Linked DNA regions of Pan troglodytes: region 1 is linked to region 2. The links are chromatin contacts, called in public capture Hi-C maps. All regions are on one chromosome and are shown on one strand. Each heading gives the region's core, a stretch centred on a gene start, on an enhancer-like site or on the middle of the called end of the contact. The rest is flanking DNA. Distances are from core to core; before and after follow the strand shown.

Region 1 (3,149 bases), core at 267-2,766, 530 kb after region 2:
AACTATGGCCCATTTGCTTAGTGTACCTGGCAGCTAGCACAGTACCAGGCACGTGGTAGGTGCTCAGGACATGTTCTGAATTGAACTCCCAAGCCCCACAGTCTCATTGTGCACATCTGCACACTCCACTCACATAGTTTTTCTGTTCCTAAATGTACCTTATGTGCTCCAAAGCTCAGTGTTCTTACACCTCCCTCGTTTCCTCTGCCTAAGGGGCCAGGCCCACCTGGTTAGCTCCTGCTGAGCTTTTATACCTCAGCTCAAATGTTACTTTCTCTGGAGCCTTTCCCAGCACTTCAGGTTAAATCAGATCCTGCTGCAATGTACTTTCAGAGCATTCTAGACATTTTCTTCATTACCATGATTCGTTTGTTACAGGCACTTGAGTGGTTGCTTAACGTTCATTTGCCCCACTCAAGTATGAGCTCCAAGTGGGTATAACATCACCATGGCCCACCGATGTATCACCATGTCTTGCCTAGCACCAGAGGCATAGGAAACGCGCAAAGTTTACAAGCATGAATGAATAAATGAACGATCGAGTGAATGAGCACTTTCAAGAGGTAGCCCTTAAAGATTGTAGGGGCCAGCGTGTCAGAGGTGTGGACGTCAGCTGTGCTCTGTGGAGCATTGTGGCACACCTGTCTCAGCCTGGCCGACCATTCTAGCATAATTTGAATATAAGTGTGTCTTTTCTGAGATGGTGTGCATCCTAAGGAAAGGGGCCTCTTGTTCAATCTTTATCGTCTGCATCTAATACAGGAAACTATATCAAACACAGAATTCAAAAGAAACATATATTGAATCGCCACACTTTTCAGCAAGAGTTCTGTTTCTTTAAAAAGGATGGCAGCTTCTCTAACTTATATATCACTCTCTTTCATTACTCAAATCGGGCTATATTCCAAAGCCAAAACAGTGCCCACCACATGTGACTGTATTGCAGCCATCCTATCACCTCTGGCCATCAAGTTTCTGTTGGCCTACAGCCTATTTGCTGAGTTTTTGAGGCATTTTACAAGTATCATTAACCTCATCATGTTCAATAACTGTAAAAGTAGGAAAATCATTGAGTGTGCATTTAGAAAGACTCATGATCATGATGGAATTTAAAGTGAAACAATTTTACATGAGTAGGTACCTATCTGGTATTTGTGGAATGTTTCACTCCTGTCCAACAGGAAAAGTATCTTATTTATGTGGGGTTAAAAAATATTGATCACAGAAAGCTCAGTTCACACATGCCTCCTCATCAATGAGCCAGGGCACATAATTAGTTGACCAGAAGGCTCGCTGGGATTAATTAGCAGCTGTGTGTGAAAAGCTTGGTTCAGACTTGTAGCACGAAGGATAGGGGTTCTAGAATGGCCACTTCCTGGATTCACAGTTCAATCACGCAGGAGGATCTCAGGGCTTGGCTGCTGAAGTTGCTGGGGGCTCTTGGCTCCTATGTGGACCAGTGTGGGCATGTGCACGTCCAGCTACCGCCGGCAGAGGGCAGCAGTACGCTGCGCGTGTTCAATTTGCATCCCAGATTAGCAAATCCCCAAGGACCTACATAAAAAAGAGGGTGTCCCAGCACTACCCTAATTCCTTTTCACTGGGTATCAAGACTGATCTGAGTCATTGCAAACACAGACCTTTTACATTATGTTGGACTTTGGCTCATCTGAAATAGAGAAATGAATACACAACTAGGAGCTGCCATCACAGACAGGAAGTAACTTTAATTAAATATTGTGAAAATTGAAAAGTTTTTACAGCTTGAATTTTTGCAAAAAAAAAAATTATAACAATCTCTACAGTAGTTAGGTTCTCTAACAATTGAACTGTACAGTGTGTGTCTATTCAAAAAGTTTTGATAAGAAGGTGAAAGGTTAGTAGATTTAGAGATGACTTCATTTAAGCTGCATCCTAGTACAATGTGAGGCCAGGGCAATGTTATGCAATCCAGTCATCCAGAAGCTGTATTTTTCCCCCAACACTGAAATCTTAATTTAATTCTTCATTTCATTTTCTTCTTAAAGCCATATTCTGTATTTAGGGGAACATCTTTTATTTGTAAAACTTTTGTGGAGAAGAAAGAGGATCAGAGGGCCAGAATGTCTTTTCATCTAATCAATAGAAATAGAAGCAACAAAACACAAATTATACACATTTTAAAGGCTCTTTGGACTTTCAAGAAGAGTTCTAACCACTGCACATGGCTGACAGATGGGTAGTGTCTGTTGTCAAGGTCTAAGCCGGACACCTTCCCGGCTGACCGTTCATTCCTTCAGAAACAGTTAAGGGGCTCACCAGACAAAATATGGCTTTAACTTGTGTACATCTTCAGGCCAGCGCTTACCACGCAAATTCAGATAACCTTTCTGAGTACCGAGAAGCAATGCGTCCACCTTGCTTACATTTTCCAGTTTTTTTATTATTATTAGTCATCATTATTATTTCTCACCATGAAAAACAGCTTTCCTCCCTCCCTTACCCTCCCACAACTCCCCTCCCCCACCCACCCCAACCCATAAAAATCGCACTCTTGACAGTCTAGTGAAAACCATTGCAAAATCCATATGGGGGCATGCACAGTTGCAGCATTGTTGTAAATGATTTCTTGCTCTACTAGAAAAAGTTACATTGTCTTAAGGTAACAAAACAGTTCTTTTGTGCTTTTCGATTTCTTTGTTTTTTTTTTTTTTTCTTTTTTTCTTTTTCTTTTTTCTTAGAATGTTAGTGATGACTGACAGTTCTGGTGCACAGTTACAATGTACAAGTGAAATGAATATGATTTGCATTGTTAAGGCATCCAATCTGCTGGTTTATATTTATGTGAAAGACAGAGGAAATATACAAGCAGACTTAAGAAAGAAAGTATGTTCATTGATTTCTATGAAGTTTCTCCCTAGAATTTAATGCACAAAATGCGTCACTCCAAAGGGAGAGATTCCATGCATATTAATAGAGTAAAACAGCATTAGGGTTGTTTTGTAAGCTTCCAAAGCAAAGGATACATTTTTTTTTTAATCTACTGAACTAAATACTACAAGAATAATATGCTACTATTTTTTTTTTTTGCCATATATTGGAAAAAACTTCTTAACTTACAAATAATACAAAAATAGACAATGACTTTTGGGTGGAAATTAAAAAAACTG
Region 2 (3,095 bases), core at 293-2,792:
TAATATTGTTAAAATGAGGACTTATTAAACAATTAAATGTTAATATTGTTAAAATGAGCACTTGTTATGTGCCAATTAAAATATTAATATTGTTAAAATGAGCACTTATTTTGTGCCAAGCCATGAGCATCTCCTTGTATTATCTCATTTAATCTTCCATAGAATGCAACAGTGTAGATATTCTTTATTTTTTTTTTTAATTTTTTCATTTCCATAGGTTTTTGGGGAACAGGTAGTATTTAGTTACACAAGTAAATTCTTTGGTGGTGATTTGTGAGATTTTGGTGCACCCATCACCCGAGTAGTATACACTGAACCTGATTTTTTGTCTTTTATCCCTCACTCCCTTTCCAGCCTTTCCCGCTGAGTCCCCAAAGTCCATTGTGTCATTCTTATGCCTCTGCATCCTCATATTTTACCTCCTACTTACAAGTGAGAACGTATGATGTTTGGTTTTCCATTCCTGAGTTACTTCACTTAGACTAATGGACTCCAATCCAATCCAGGTTGATGTGAATGCCATTAATGCATTCCTTTTTATGGCTGAGTAGTAGTCCATGTAGATACTCTTTAAATACCCACTGTACAGATAAGGGAGAGGAGGCAAGTAAAGTAGTCAGCCTCTGGTCACAGGTTTAGTAGGTGATGGGCCAGAATTCCAAGCACACTGGTGCCTGCTCTGACTTCTTATCCACCCTGTTTTTACTTACTGAGTGGTCTTGGGCCACTTCATTCCTCAGATTTCAAGAAAACCAGGACAAGAATGAAATAGCAGGCTTGGAAATCAAGTAAATGCTTAGAGGGTCCCAGGATGCCCCTTCAGTTGCTGTTACAAAGCAGTGCATAGGAATTCTTTGGTTGGACTGTGGCATGTGTGGGCATGGACAGTGGGTGGCAGCAGTGATAGGGCAGTAAGATAAATTCCAGTCATATCAAAAAGTAATATTTGCCTGCAGGACTCCAATTCTCTGGTTTGGGGGTTTTCTTTCCCTTTCAGTGTCTTCCCCTCCTCTCTCTCCAGGAGCCTTGGATTTGGTTGATGCAGGTCCATTAGACCAGGACCCAACCTTTCTCATGGTGCAGCACACACAGTAATGACAAATGAGGACCTCATGGTGAGAGGGAAGCCCTGGTGCCTGCCACCCAGCTGCCCAGAGGACCGAGGGACTCAGGATCATGGCACTCCTATAACAGAGTCACAGCAGCTCAGTATCAGACCGTGAGTGCTATGAGGCCTGGGGCTGTGTACCCCTATGCCTAGCACCATTGTTGACTGGATAAATACGAACCCACTCCTGATGTAAAGGAAGGCATTCTGATAAAGTAATTCCCGCTTAGTCTCTAGAGTTTTAATCAGTCAACATAGAGTGTGAGACTGCCCTTCATTTTGGGTGTTTTAGCCACTGGGAGATCTCTGGGGGCAAGGGTCTCTTCCCAGTGCCTGTCATCACACTGAACAGCTTCTTTGTCCTGCCAGTGAGAGGTGAGAGATTAGGCCTGGCTTGCCTGAAGGAGAGGGAGCCGTAAGATAAGGGAGGAGGCTTGCGGGGAGAGCAAAGAACTTAGAGAAGACAAAAAGGCAGGAAGAGGGGAGTGTTTCATGACTGGAGTCTGTTTCAGTAGGGCCGAGGGGGAATGGTGGTCTGAACACAAACCCAGGAAGTTGCTGTGACATGCACTATCTTCCTTCTTATCTGCAGGCAGCTCCAGCTAGATAAGCACGTCACTGTGATTTCTCACTCTTGCCCGCTATGGCCTGAGTGTCTGTGTATGGGCTTCCCTGGGCTTTCTCAGAAATCCAAATGGCTGGCACAAAGATTCAGACCTTGGAAATTGAGTAGCTGAGAGTTGAGGTCTCGGCGGGTAAGATGCATGGTTCTCCATAGCTGGTGGAAAAAGCACAACCCTGTAAGAGTTCCAAGGTCACAGTTCAAGTCCTGTCTTGGTCTTTCACTGGCTGGCTGTGGATTCTTCCCCCCTACCCCACCCCACGCCACTTTTTTTGGGACAGGGTCTCCTCTGTTGCCCAAGCTAGAGTGCAGTGGTGCAACCTTGGCTCACTGCAGCCTTGAACTCCTGGGCTTAAGTGATCCTCCTACCTCAGCCTCCCGAGTAGCTGGGACTACAGGCAAGTACAACCATGCCTGGCTAATTTTTAAAATTTTTTATAGAGTCGGGGCCTTGCTATGTTGCCCAGGCTGGTCTTGAACTCTTGGCCTCAAGTGATCCTCCTGCCTTGGCTTCCCAAAGTGCTGGGATTACAGATGTGAACCACTCTGCCCGGCCTGGCTGTGGGTTCTTGATTTTCTTCATTTCTAAGCTGAACATGGTAATTTCTCCCCAAACTATTTTGCAGAATTATTAGAGGTGATTCAAATCTCCATAAAAGTGTTTTGAAAACTGTAAAGTCTATACAGGCATAACACATTATTATGATTCAAGGTAGCAACAAAATGTCAAATTGGGAAGAGTAGTCCAGTATAGAGGTCAACTGGGCTGCCTCTTTGTCTTGATACAAGCTTACCTGCCTTTAAGCAATTTGGTAACTTGAGTTGCAAATCGTACTCCAAAGCTCTCTAGGGGTGGTGGACACTCCACAGCTTCATTCACTTTTATAGTTGGGATGTCCTTATTCACACTTAACCTAAAATTTGCCTGTTGCAATGGGAGTGCTTATCTTTCTTTACTTTTGATACAGATGGAAAAAAGTGAGTCTAAATCGTCTGTAGTGGGATGTCCCTTTTTGTGCTTAAAGATCACTCTGAGTGCCTCTCATTGACTTCTTTTCCTTAGAGCAGAGGCCCCTGCTCGAAGAAGTCACCTCACTTCCCAGTCTTCTCCCTTTTCCTTCAGTCATTTGAACTGTTCTTTGTGGATATTCATGGTCCAAGCCCTCATCTTCTGTCATAACCTACAGCCCAGGGATGAAGACACACCTGGCCCACTCATGGGAGAGAGGAGGTGTGGTTCCTGTGGTCAGCGCTTGGTGATGGAGGAGGGACAGGCCATTTTGAGCGATTGTGTGGCTGGCTTTTGACTTTCTTAAGTCCTAGTGGCAGTGCCTGGCCAGATTTAGCCCGGCCTTTGGCAATGGG

The links. Capture Hi-C pulls out chosen DNA fragments and counts their contacts.
Region 1: a contact with region 2 is called in a capture Hi-C map of stem cell-derived neural stem cells, with 3 times the contacts expected there. The contact joins two enhancer-like sites. A contact is called at or near these places in 4 of 7 Hi-C or Micro-C datasets (blood, induced pluripotent stem cells and stem cell-derived neural progenitor cells) and 1 of 1 other capture datasets (stem cell-derived neural stem cells).

What each region holds. Positions count from the first base shown.
Region 1 is chr4:156,387,690-156,390,838 of NHGRI_mPanTro3-v2.0_pri, forward strand. EBF1 (EBF transcription factor 1) reads right to left here. Exons shown (of 17, transcript XM_063811625.1): 17 at 1,708-3,149. Among named protein-coding and RNA genes, the nearest start is that of EBF1, 400 kb to the right of the region's middle. Within about 2 kb of position 1,517, at least 3 of the 24 cell types and tissues checked have an H3K27ac peak or open chromatin away from gene starts, as enhancers often do. A contact at or near this core is called in stem cell-derived neural stem cells, where this site is marked.
Region 2 is chr4:155,858,444-155,861,538 of NHGRI_mPanTro3-v2.0_pri, forward strand. No RefSeq gene overlaps it. Among named protein-coding and RNA genes, the nearest start is that of CLINT1, 310 kb to the left of the region's middle. Within about 2 kb of position 1,543, at least 1 of the 24 cell types and tissues checked has an H3K27ac peak or open chromatin away from gene starts, as enhancers often do. A contact at or near this core is called in stem cell-derived neural stem cells, where this site is marked.